Regions from separate parts of the Mus musculus genome. Here all the other regions are linked to region 1. A link is a contact called in public HiCAR-type and promoter capture Hi-C data. All regions are on one chromosome and are shown on one strand. Each heading gives the region's core, a stretch centred on a gene start, on an enhancer-like site or on the middle of the called end of the contact. The rest is flanking DNA. Distances are from core to core; before and after follow the strand shown.

Region 1 (4,382 bases), core at 961-3,460:
ATGGAGTCAGGGAGAGACGTGAACAAGCAGAAACTGACATGTGTTATAAGAACTAACCGTCTGGCGTGGCCCCAATGTTTGTATTAATAGAGCCACTGCCCTTGATTCATTTACCAGCATAGCTCTGGACTGTGCAGGATTTTGTAATCCTCCCCACCCTGGGAACATTTCGAAATAACGAGATATTTTTGATCATTACAACTGGTGTGTGTGTGTGTGTGTGTGTGTGTGTGCATGTGTGCATGCACAAGGGATACTATTGAATATCCTACAATACCTAGGGTAGTCCAAAAAGATTTGTTCAGTTCAAATGCCAATGGTTCTACTGTTGAGGAACTTGGTTTAGAAAAATACTAGTTTCACGTGCTTCTAAACAACAACAAACAACAACAACAACAAAATGCATTAAAGAGCTTGGGTCACAGCTCCTTAGCTGATAATCTGATTAGCCCAGTTTTGTTTTCTAAGGTGTATACCTTAGATTTATTTTATCAGCAACTTTTGTAAATCACTTTCAGACATCAGGAAAAGGCTGAATAGTCCAAGATGAACTGTCCCAAATCCCTCCTTTCTTCTTTCCTCTTCTAAGTCTTCCCTCGGTTCACTCCGGTTTTCCTCAACTACACAGCATTCCATTAGACCAGGTAGTTTATGTAGTGGCCAGAAGCAAATATGATAAGCACATACAAAATATGGATAGAGCTTTTCTGTGTGTGTGATCTTCCTAGTTCATTTCTTTTAGATCTTATAAATATTGTCTTTAGGCAGTAGGCAGATGTGAGCACACTTCGTTTTGCACTCATGTGGTGAGTCAAATGTCAGGGAGCCTGCAATATCTCTGAGCAGAGCTAATAAAGCCTTGACTGTTTATTTTATTATATTTATAATAAACAAAGTGTGCCAGAAGCTAAAAAGAAATGTTTCCCTGTAAAAAGTGTTTGCTTAGAAAAGCAGATCAAAAAGTATTTAATCAAGGCTATTGTTTCTTGACAAGTTATGAAATGAAGAATGTTGCTACCACTTTCTTACATTTGAAACCTGGTGTTTAGGACAGTGGTGCCTCTGGCAGCCAGTAAAATGCTCGGTACAAAGCACGGGTGTAAATAACATTTGCTAAGTGAGTTAATACCGAGGCTAACCTCAGGAGGAAAAGGCGATTGCCCTTTGCAGCAATATAACAGTCACCTACCTGCTCCCTCAATAGCTTGTGTGTACCCATGCCAAGTAACAACATGATCTGTTGACATGTCAAATAAAAATGTGCCAAATTTACCTTTTTTTTCTTAAAATCCAGTCTCACTTTTTCCCTTTACTTTTAGTTCTTTTTGCAACCAATTTCAGCAGATAGCTCCTTTTCTTGTTTTTCAAAACCTGGCTCCTTTTGCTGTCATTACAGGTGGTGTTTGTATCCACTTTAGTCTGCTTGGCAGTCTTTCTCTATCTGTGGCTTTGTCCTTAAGACCTGCATCTACTACTACTACCTTTTGTCTTGGATTAGTGAATGCATTTCTGATTTCCCTAGTCTCTTCTCATGAATCTTTGGTGCTGGATTGCAACTTCAGAGACCTGCCCATCTTCTTCACCCCAACTACCAATTCAGCACATGCTTTTGATAAACAAGACTGAGGACAATGTAGCGACTGATCAAGAGCTTAAACCACCTGGTTTCACTGCGAAAGACTTTTATTTCTTTTACAACTTCATTTTTCAGGTTGTAGTCTAGCCAAAATAACTTCTAATATTTACAGACTTGCTTTTAATACCGTGTGCATTTCCCTGCAATGGTCTTCTCTAACCATCTGCTTTGGCGTGGCATCCATACTTTTTATGCTTTGTGAAATTCCGTGAGTCCTTAAAATTTTTTTTTCCCTCTGGGAAAATTCAAGTTTCATGGGGATATGGATAAAACATTACCGTTTTATTATCTTTCATATCTTCACTAAGTAATAAATGAGTTACATCGTGGCTGTTCAGAAAAAGAGGAATGGCATCCGTTTACATAGAATCTGACTTTGAGCGTTGCCCGTTGCCCCTTGGGTCAGCTGGCACTGACTGCAACACTGAGAAAATGTCATACCTTTTTTAGGAGAACCAGGGCCAGGGCCCCGCCCCTCGTTCCGGCTCCGGCCCCGCCCCCGTTCCGGACCCCGCCCCCCTAGGCTCCAGGGCGCACGCGCAGGGCTGAAGCTGGCGCGGCCGTCCCCTCCCCCACCCCCTCCGCCGGAGGGGAACCGGCTGCCGCGGCTGCTGGGGCCGGCGGCGTCGGTAGTCGTCATGGAGTACCCGTGGGATGATCTGACTCTGGCCTTTTCCCGCACGTCCATGTTTCCCTTTTTTGATATCGCCCACTACCTGGTGTCGGTGATGGCGCTGAAGCAGCGGCCAGGTGAGTGAAGGGGCCCGACGCGCTCCCGGTTCCGCGTCCTCACTGCGGGAGGCAGGGACGCCGGGATGCCCTGCGGCCCACCCCTCAGTACCGAGCACGGGACTCAGACGTAGGCTGAGGAAGGTCATGTAGACCCCTGAGCGGGACGTCTCAGGTGGGACCTAGCACCTTGCTAGCGTGTTGAACCAGGAGAGGGGGTGGCTTTGCGGTTTCTCAGTCAGCCACTGGAGGCACGGTCCGGGTAACAGTCGCTTGGCATGTAGTTCAGCCCTCTGTGAAACATGTGGGATGGGATGGGATTTTCACAACGTTGAGTTCCATGAACCATGTGACCAAAAAGCAGTGTTTGTACTCCTGTCTTTGACATTGAATGTAGTGGGTTTCCTTTTAAAGTTCCCCATTTTCCCATTATTTTTCTGAGTCTGTCTTTGAGTTCAGGCATTTCTCTGCCTTCCTTGTCCGGGAGGTGAAGGGTGAAAGTTTAAGGGTTGTCTTACCTTTTCTGGACCACTAATTCTTTAAATCCTTGCCTCATACGTTTTTGAGAGTTTTCTGTGTCTAACTCGTGGAGGAACAGGTCATCCTCGTGGGAGACTGTTTCTCTGATTAAAGAGAACTACAGTTTCGTTACTGCTCCATATCTAGAATCCGATAGTATCTTGTATTGACTAAATCAGACGTTTTCAAAGTGTGGCTCACTTCCCAGGTTCTTCCCTGTCACACACTGTAAAGTTCATTATTTTCATAATGTATCTTCAGAGGTTATTTATCCGTTCTTGCCTTTATGAGTGTACAGCGAAGTTTCCCAATGGCCGTGTGACTTAACAGTGTTGTAAGAGATAATGAAACAGCTGATGAGTCCAAGCATTTCTGTTTGAGGCTAGACATTAAGGAGATTTGCCTAATTAGATAGCAATGTGCCTTTTCTCACGAAATACTTTTTTGATTTTGAGAATAGTTATTTTAGTAAAGAACACATTATTTACATTTAATGCATTATTTTAAAATCCATATGTAACTGCTTTAAAAACTGTTAACGTTTCCAAATGCTAAATATAAACACCAACTCTAGGTCCTTCCTTGTTACTGGAGATAGAAGCTACTGAAGTACCCACCCACTGAGTAGAGCCCCAGGCCAAGAAATTTTAAAAATATTTTTAAAGGTATGATCTACATAAATATATTCGCTATTTTTTTATCACAAAGTTATATGATAAAAATATAAAGTATTTTATATTCCAAAGCACTTTATCCCTCTGTAGTCTCTTCCCCTAAATTCTGGCATCCCATTCATGCCCTCTTTAAATTTTAGGGGTCAGTATGGGTCTAAAATTTGAGAATCACTTGGATAATTGAATGCTAATTACCAAGGAGGGAAACATGTTTTTCTCCCAGTACTAGGAAATGATAGTATTCAGAGGAGAATGCCTGCGCCAGCATCCAGGGAGTGTGTTAGAGGACCTAGTAACTTTAAGAGTAGTAATTATTTTCAGTCCTCACCATCTTGCCATTTTCATAGAGAACCATTTTCATTTGCATTTTTCATGGTTATTAATGTACATGCTTCCTTGGTTTATGGGTCATTTGTATTTAATTCCTGTGAATGCCAAGTCTCTTTTGCCTGTTTATCAGGATGTAGATTGTTGTCTCATTTTATTGATTCTCTTTATGCATCATGGACCTTTCATTGTAAGTGCTGAAGCTTCCCTCCCCCCCCCCCCCCACACTCGTTAAATTTTAGCTTTTAGTGCAGAAGTTTTAAAAAGTTTATGGTTAGGGCTGGAGAGATGGCTCAGCGGTTAAGAGCGCAGACTGCTCTTCTGGAGGTCCTCAGTTCAAATCCCAGCACCCACATGGTGGCTCACAACCATCTGTAATGATGTCTGGCGCCCTCTTCTGGTGTGTCTGAAGACAGCTACAGCGTACTTATGTATGGTAATAAATCTTTTAAAAAAGTTTATGGTTAAATCTATTTCCTTGTTTGTACAGACAGATC
Region 2 (4,382 bases), core at 1,077-3,576, 690 kb before region 1:
TTTGGTCCCAACAAAAACTCCTACACAAATGCTAATTCTTTGGGCCTTTCTAAACTGTTGCTCCAGCCATCCACCGAGCACAGCCAGACCGTAAAATGGTCATTCCGACAGCAACAGTGCAAATTAGGTTTTGCTGCTCTCTTTTATAGAGAAGCTAAAATCACTTGCTCATGGTGACACACTATGTGTCAGTTTCTAGCCACTACTGTATCTCAGCGCTCACTGTCAAGACTGCCTTCAAATCACATGAGTGAGCGAGACAAGCAGCCTGAACTGTATTCCACCTCTACTAGAAATGTAAATTTGGGCAAGTCATTATAGGTGTGTGAGCCCCAATTTAGCTACCAGGAAATCAGAGCAAAGGATAGCAAAGTCTACTATACAAGATTGTTGAGAACAAAATGAAATGTTACAGGAGTCAAACTGAGATGTTGTACACAAAGGCTGCATATGCTCTAAAAGCTGAGAAGGTAGCTCAGTGGTTAAGCCCACAAAGTACTCTTGCAGAGGACCTGAGGTGGGTTCCCAGAACTCATATCAGATAGCTCACAATTACCTGTAACTCCATCTCCAGGGGTTCTAACACCTCTGGTCTTCTCAGGCACCTACTCATGTGCATATACCCCCACACAGACATATATGCATACTTGATTTAGAAAGTATGGGTTCCAATACATGGTCCATGATTTTTAACCATGAGATTAAAAGACAATGCAAGCAAAAGGACAACACCAGGGAACTGGACACTGGCATTTGAAACACTACTGTAGGGTGATTTGTAGCCGTCACTTTCTGACTCTAAGGCTATTTTATTATCATGATTAAAAAACCGTTAAGATTATTATCATTACTATCATCATTATTTAACTGGGACTACAAATATCTCAAGTTCATGCCCTAACCAAAAAAATAGTAAAGGCCAGATTTTCTGTTCAAGCTATTTGTGGCATTCTCCTGAAGACAGCAACTTTGTAAAGATTCAGTTGAGAGCATCTTCACTCTGGATTTTGCTAGCCATCACTGAGACTCAGGCGTGGTCCACAGATACTCACACTCATGTTGTTCGTAGGGTGGGTAGCTCAGGCGTACAGAGATCAGGATCAGGAAGATAAAGAGAGGCCAGGCCACTTCCAGTAACAGCTGACACTGAACAGAAAATAAAACACAAGATCGTGAATTTTAAATGATAACATGGTAGCCAGCTACTACTGGACTGAGAAACCCACAGAGCAATTCAGCAATTGACTGACTTCTGGCACTTCTGACTCCCTTCACTCTCCAAACTTGAAGTGCATTGAATTGTGGGTGGTATCCTGTAACATCCCATTCCACACCTGTGTCTTTAAGGCTCCCTTCTACCCAGGTTTCAAGACTCAGCCATGCTTCTTTCTGCCTGAGCTAGGAAGTCCTCCTGTGCTCACATTCCCACAAACCTAAACAGTTCCTCTCTCACATCTCCCCCAAGCCCGAGATGATCTGCTTCAGTCACTGGCTCCCACATAGCACTCTTAATTAACATCTATCTCAACAGGGACACATTTCATTGTAGAGTACAGTCTTATTAATTGCGATCTGTCATGGTCTCTTGGTATTCCCCCTTCTATGACGAGATCAGAAGTAAACTCTCTCTGGGTAACTGGTACTTTAGAGTATTAGGGGCATTTGGGCTTTTTGTTTTGTTTTGTTTTGTTTTTTGTTTGTTTTTTTAACCATGTTTGTTTTTCCTAGTTTAAATAAGGAACTTTGAATTTTCTAAGAACTTTGGTATGACTTTACATCAAGCTCATTTTGGGATCTTCAGGGAGGAACTGAAACAAGATAGTAGCTATGCATGTTCCAGAACAAAAACATGAAGTTTTTATACTTCCTTCGGTTCGTGAACCCCTACTACCACAAACTATAAAGAGTAGTTTATACAAAGAGCACATTAAAAGAGAAAATGGCAAGGACCAGGGAAGAAAAGACGAATCTTACTAAAGATGTCTGTAAATAATCCCAAAGAAGGAACAAAACCTCTACGTTTGCAAACAACACTCAGCCTCTTCTCTTTTCCTTCATAGAAAATAGATTTACTACTCCTTTGGGAGAGGGTGATGGGCACGGATTGCAAACCATGACACCATACAATTTTTATTGTCCCTTACACCTCTGTAAACTGCTCAGGGGCAGGAGTCGGGGATGACTTTCTACCAGAGAACACAGCCTGGATTTCCTGAACACTGAAAATAACTTCTCTACCAGTAAGGCTGGAGCCCTTCCTCTGAGATCCAGGTATGCTGTGCCTTTATCAGCCTGTGGCACAAGAGCTGTGTTTACATATGAGGCTCTCCCTTCTGTTACTGTGTTCTCAGCAAATCCGCAACATGGTTAAGGGCTAAGCATGACACGGTAAGCATATATTGGGTAAGAGAGTGAACTGAAGCTTTCAAAATCAGAAAGACAGAAACAAAAATCGGCTGACCCCTCTGGGAAAGAAGTTTGGCAATATGCATTCAAAAGGCACATTTACCCCTTTGAACAACTGTCATCCTCCTGAGAATTCATCCGAAGGAGCAAACTAAATAAGAAAACAACTCAATCCCCAAAAGCCGTATACATGATTTGAAGTGCTATAACTGTAAAGTGTTGTAAACAAATAACTCAATCACACAACAAAGGAAAAATGGTTACATAAGCATACATCTAATGGGCAATAATAGATTACTTGGTTATTACAGCAACATTTATGAAACCCAGCTTTCACTATCCAAGAACACAGGACACAGAACCCAATACATTCTAAGCCTGCATCTTTATAAAACCACTCGCACACATTGCTAAGCAAACATAGAAATAAAGCTTTCTATAATGACATGGCTGTGATGAATTACAGAATAATGAAGCCTGAAAAGTATAAAACTGAACAGAGAATATACAGGAAGTCATTCATCTTGACACTCCGAAGCCACTATTTCAACTAACAGGATAAATCGGAGCTACCATTTAGGGAGAGCTCCATATGTACTGGGCTCATTTTACACAGTTGACTTCCATTAATCCTCAGAACATCATTGTGGGCATGGAACCATTATTCTTCCCATTTTATACTGAAAAGTCTACTGCTTAAGGAACGGCCAGCCACAGCACTAGTCAGAGCAGAGCCAAGACCGGCAGCCAGCTGTACTTGATTCCAGAGGTCACATGAAATTCTATTTGACAAAGACAAGCATCTCCGGTAGGAAACAAATAAAATCTCCCTACGCAGCATGGACTAAAAATGTCTACAGGTTCCACAGACACAAGATAAACTAACACCCTGCAGACAGGTAGCCGTTATAGCGAATACTGAACATCTATAGACACTTAGTGATTTGTGTGCCTCTTGTTCCCAACAGTTCGCTCACAAAGGCTGCAATAGTACTATTTTTATAAATGATGATTGGAGGACCAGAAAAATTATGAGCCATTGGAACCCCAATCTTAATGTCTAAATCTGTGCAGTACCCACCAGGCTGCCTCTCACAGTGCTATGCTAGAGACACATGCCTTCTACCTCATCACATATCCGACCCAGTAAAGCAAGCCTTGTGTTCAGGACACCTCTGTAGCCCCACACTTAGCACCACAAAGCAGCATGTGGTCAGAATAGGTTCATCCACTGAAAGAACAGTCGGATGGTACCCACAGCTCTGGCAGCAAAGCACCAGAAGAAACCTTAGACCACTCAGGAGGTGAAGGCAGAATTTGTAACCAGATCAGGAAAAGAGATATGAAGTAAACCAACAGTGACAGTCATGATAGTCAACTCACACCACAACACACACACACACACACACACACACTTCATAGATGTTTTTTATAGTCAGACATCCAAATTAGGATCATTACTGTAATACTCACTTTACATACGAGGAAACTGGGGCTGATTAATAAATTGCCCAAGGAACTGGTATGTGAAAGAGTTTAGATTCAAAGCCAATCTAGCTTAAGGGATGCTTCTCTTCGGCACTAAGGTCACCAATTTCCTTTAGCCCCTTTCTCTCACCACGTAGACCGTGTAGACTCCTGACCTTTCAAAGCTTCTACTGAGCTGAGCACTAATATGTATGTATGTATGTATGTATGTACGAAGACTCTGCACACAATATTCACACCACCAAAATCACAGAGCTCATGGGAGATTCGATTTAATTATGCTTCTTTACCCTGTGCCTCCAAAACTATTTTTGTCTCTAAACATCAAACCCACTCCCAAGCTCAGAACGTTCTAGGTATTGCCACATCCCCTCCTTCTAGAAACTAAACTTGACTTCTCCAGGCACACTATTTCAGATCCACTCATCAAAGTCAGACTTCTCCTCGTCTCTAACCTCACCATTTTTCCTAAGCATAAGGCATGAATA
Region 3 (4,382 bases), core at 1,213-3,712, 670 kb before region 1:
AGGGCCACAACAGGCCTGCCTTTGGGTGCTAATAAAAAATACTTTAGGGGGCTGGATTTAAAATACTCATCTTCGGGAAGACACCCGTCACAAATACCCAAGTCACCACCAGTGACCCCTCCAGAACCCCAGTGACTTTCACAAGGAGACCCATGACTTATTCTATGGTAGCAATTTTTGCTCCAAAATGGTACTATGAGCATTATGTTGCTGAAAATTTCCTTCCCTCAACCCTCAGATTCAACTTGTTACCACATAGATAATAATCAATTCTGTGCATCACACCTTTCTTTAAAAAAAAAAAAGCCCTATTTTAATGACTTGTGATAGCGCTGAGGAAAAGACATGCTTACAATAGAAACTGTAATTTATCTTTATTATTTATATATTGATATACTATCCACTCAAATATTCTCTATGCTTGTCTATACCTCCTTTGATGTGGGGGAAGTGTTTTTCAACAATGGGAACAGCAATACGTTGTCCTTATGTGTGCATTAGAATATTAAAAATGGGCTGAAAGAAAAGTGGTGATGATAAACAACTCCTTTTTAATTGGCATTTATGTCTTGTAGAGTATCAATACTTGGGTCAGGGTTCCGAATTATGACTAAGAGGTAAGGGTGTGCTTTCGAGCCTGCAGGCATGTGTCAGGTGTGTGCTGTGGGAGGTGAGGGCTGAGCCACAGAAAGAAAGTGGTGTACCAATTCTCTTCAAGGAAGGTTTGTGCTGTTTTGTTTTGCTTTGCTTCTGTGGTTGGTGGTGCTAGAACCCAAGGTCTTGTACAAGGTAGACTCTACCGGGGGCCTACATCTTAAGCCAGAAGTGTTCCTTTTGTTTATCTGTCCTTTATTGTACATTTATTCTGCCCACTTCCTTGGAAGGATGTCGAAGTAAATTCTTGTTTTGTTTTGGAATGGTGATACCATTGCAGCAAATGGGGCAAACTAATTATTTCTAGTGACACTTAGTTTTCCCAAACAAACACACAAAGTCAAAAAAAAAAAAAAAAGCAAACAGTTTAATAAGTATTTCTCTCTTTTCCAGAGGTAAGTGCAGAAACCAAAACAGGCACCTATCCACAAGGTTGTCATCAGCCAACATCCCCAAGAACCTCATTGAGCAACGGTCTGGGAGTCAGGAAACAAACAAACAAACAAAAAACAAAAACAAAAAAGAAAAAAACAACAACATGAAAACATAGACTGGCTTTCTTGGCCTCGGGTTTCCTCCCAGTTTGGAAACACCAGTTTTGACCAGATTCACAGTGAAGCAAAAGGACTAGAGACTCTCACTCCGCACCAGGCCATACCTAGGCTACCCGGCCAGGAGGCGCTGCGGGCCAGTCTCCAGGGGCCACCCGCAGGCCGCCCAGCCCCCACCCCCTGGCGGCGGAGCCCGGCCCAGCACCCGAGCTGCGAGTTCTGTGCTGCCCGATGGGGTTACTTGCGGTCATTCGGCTGCACAACCTAGCCCCAGCTTCCCAATCGGTGCTCAGCCCGAAGTCTCCCCAAGGGAAGACTAGCAAAAAGCAGTAAGATGAGGGTGGATTGGGCACCCCAGTTTCGGGTTTCTGCAGACTCTCTTAAGTTTTCTGTCTTTAGAAGGAACAAAAGTGGTCTCCCACTTTGCGCCAGGGACTGCAGCCCTCCAGAGCGCAGGAAGCCTGTGGGCAGGACCCCGGAGTCGAACAAAGCCCAGAGAACTCAAGCAGCAGTAACATAAAAGACCCCGTTTAGGACACTTCCTACTAGAGTTCTTTGGAAACAAGGACATGCAGTCCCAGTCCCGGGAAGAGAACCTCCAAGTCAGAGGCCAACACAAACCAGTTAAATAATGGAGTGAGGACTCAGATGTGACACTTGTGGGCGACGGCCTACCCCGCGCCAGACAAAAGGAGACCCTTTGTAGAGGATTCCCTTCTCCCTACCCCACTGGCTGTACCCCGAGGACGTCCGGGAACCTTGGCTCACACTGCGCCCAAGAGGCGAGTCTCCGACGCCGGAGATGCTCTCGCTGGTCTCCGATTCCGGGAGACCCGAGTGCGGCAGTTCTGAGTCCCAGGGTCGACAGGGCCCGTCCCAGAACATTCTTTCCCTGTTTATGCCTCCCCTGTACTATTTGCATCCCCAGAAGTAAGGTACATGGGAGTTCGAGTCCCCCCAGTGTCCCCAAAACGGAGAGCTTCCCAACGCTTCCTTGGCCCCGAAACAAAATGCCCAAGTCACTGAAGAACCTCTTACCTGTTTTCCACTTTGCTGTTTGAGTCTGTTTTCCCTACCCCTGCACAAACCCTTCCAGAAAGGGGAAGAAAAAAGTGGGGGGAAACAGGGAGCAGAGCAGCTCCCCAAGCCGGCTGTGGTTGCGCGGGTCCCGCGGCGCCCCCTGCCCAGCTTTGCGCTGCGCCGCGGAGAGAAGTGGGCTCTGCCGGTCCCGGCCCGCTCGCTCGCCCTCGGAATTACTGGTTTTTGCCGCGACTAGTTCCTTTTATAGATTCGGCTGTGCCGAGCGCCGGGGTTACTACCGGTCAAACGCTGTTCTCTCCCTCTTTCCCCCGCCCCCTTCCCGGCCTCTGTTTATGTAGTTCAGTCACTCAGCAGAAAGCACGTGGAGACATGGCCCGCCCCTTAAACCGGCGACAGTGCGCCGCCGCAGCGGGCACTGGGGGCGCATGGTGAGAGCTTTGTGGGGCCCGCTTTCTGTAGCCCTGGCCCTGACCTGCTAGCCTTCGGGAAACGGGAAACTCCGGACTTGCGCTGAGCCAGGGACTCCACATTCCCGGCAGAGGAGGAAAGGGGAAAAGCTCGTTCTCTAAACTCCTCTTTCTGCAATTGTTTGGGGTTTTGTGGGTGTTGCTTTTTGAGTTTTGTTTGTTTTGTTTGTGTGTGTATGCCCTCTTCCTCTCTCCCTCCCGCTCTCCCTTACTCCCACTCTCCCCCCTCTCCTTTTGTTAGTTTGCTCAGCCCCCAACTTGGGAAGGAAAACTCCCCACCCCACCCCACCCCCAGATGCCAACCATTTTCGGTCTCTTCCTTTTCTTCCTTTAAAAGTCCTAGATTGGGGGAAGGGATGTGGAATGGACAGTGAATATCAGCCTATTTTGGTGTCTGCCTCAAACCTTTACATTGATTTTGAAGAGAAGATCTCTACCTTCCAGGGACCTAGTCTGCACCTTCTACACACACACACACACACACACACACACACACACACACACACACACACCTTCCAGGGACCTAGTCTGCACCTTCTACACACACACACACACACACACACACACACTCCACTAGTAATAGGTACCTATAAGCCACAAGGGGCAGCTGTGGTCACAAGAGTGGGTTTTGATGATGTCAAACGACCAAAGTTAGATAAAGTTTTTCTGCCTCTATTTTATTTGTTTTAATTGAGACAGAGTCTCATGTAGTCTGCTCATAAACTCAATAACCTTGAATTCCTAATCCTCTTGCCTCCCAAGGCCTAAAATTACAGGAACAGAGTACCACACCCACATTTGTACAGTGCGGAGAGATGGAACCCAGCCTCTTGCATAGCAGGCAAGCATTCAGCCAGCTGAGAGCTACATCCTTGGCCCTTGCTTCCTGTCTCTCAAGAGAGAACGTTCTCTCTGCCTCAGAGTTTTCTGAAAATGAATTTCGTTGGAACTTTTGAAGTCCTCGGAAGAAGAGTGCCAACACCAGAATCCTACTGACTGAACATCAGTGCCAATCTCTAGTGACATCCATACCCTATAAACCATTTCCTATGCCAGACTTTTAAAAGTCCAGCACTGGCAAAGAATTTAAAATAATATGTGTGACCATCTGTGTACAAAGGAAAACGCCTAAGGGGAAAGGATCGTTCTTTGCATGATTTTAGGAGATTAAGTCTTTATGCAGCTTCCCTCATTTCCCCCATATCTCCTAGCACCTAAAATACACACACACACACACACACACACACACATTCTTTTTGTACTTTGAAGAATTTGGTTCCCAAGAGTACTCCTACTAAATTCTGTTCCCAGCATCCACTTGCTGCTTTACAACCATCTGTAACTCCAGTTACAGGAGAGCTGACACAGTCTTCTGGCCTCCATAAGCACCAGGTGTGTACGTGGTGCACACATGTGCACATAAGTAAAACACTCATGTACATAAATAAATCTCTCTCTTTTTTACCCTAAAAATAAAAGCTAACTTCTTGGGTTTCTCTAAAAGAGCGTAGGTGACATGTAAGTGCTACCCAAATCAGGTAGTTAGGAGGCAGAGAAAGAAGAAAGGGTGGGAAGAAAGAAGCCCCGGGCAGAGCATCCTGGAATCCTCACTATATGAAGGCAATGACCCTGAAATCCAACTTGCAGTGTTTAACTAGGAAGCCCTGTA

What was found. Promoter capture Hi-C pulls out the DNA fragments that hold promoters and counts their contacts. HiCAR-type assays count read pairs that join an accessible place to other places.
Region 2: a contact with region 1 is called in a promoter capture Hi-C map of liver, with 2.6 times the contacts expected there. The contact joins the enhancer-like site here to the promoter of Tmem38b in region 1. A contact is called at or near these places in 6 of 39 promoter capture datasets (hematopoietic stem and progenitor cells, hippocampal neurons, liver and 2 more) and 1 of 9 other capture datasets (embryonic stem cells).
Region 3: a contact with region 1 is called in a HiCAR-type map of astrocytes, with 3 times the contacts expected there. The contact joins the promoter of Abca1 here to the promoter of Tmem38b in region 1.

What each region holds. Positions count from the first base shown.
Region 1 is chr4:53,823,835-53,828,216 of GRCm38.p6, forward strand. Tmem38b (transmembrane protein 38B) reads left to right here and starts at 2,211. Exons shown (of 6, transcript NM_028053.2): 1 at 2,211-2,386. The coding sequence starts at 2,275.
Region 2 is chr4:53,131,870-53,136,251 of GRCm38.p6, forward strand. Abca1 (ATP-binding cassette, sub-family A (ABC1), member 1) reads right to left here. Exons shown (of 50, transcript NM_013454.3): 3 at 1,053-1,146. Among named protein-coding and RNA genes, the nearest start is that of Abca1, 26 kb to the right of the region's middle. Within about 2 kb of position 2,327, at least 14 of the 459 cell types and tissues checked have an H3K27ac peak or open chromatin away from gene starts, as enhancers often do. A contact at or near this core is called in liver, where this site is marked.
Region 3 is chr4:53,157,433-53,161,814 of GRCm38.p6, forward strand. It overlaps Abca1 (ATP-binding cassette, sub-family A (ABC1), member 1), which reads right to left and starts at 2,463. Exons shown (of 50, transcript NM_013454.3): 1 at 2,244-2,463.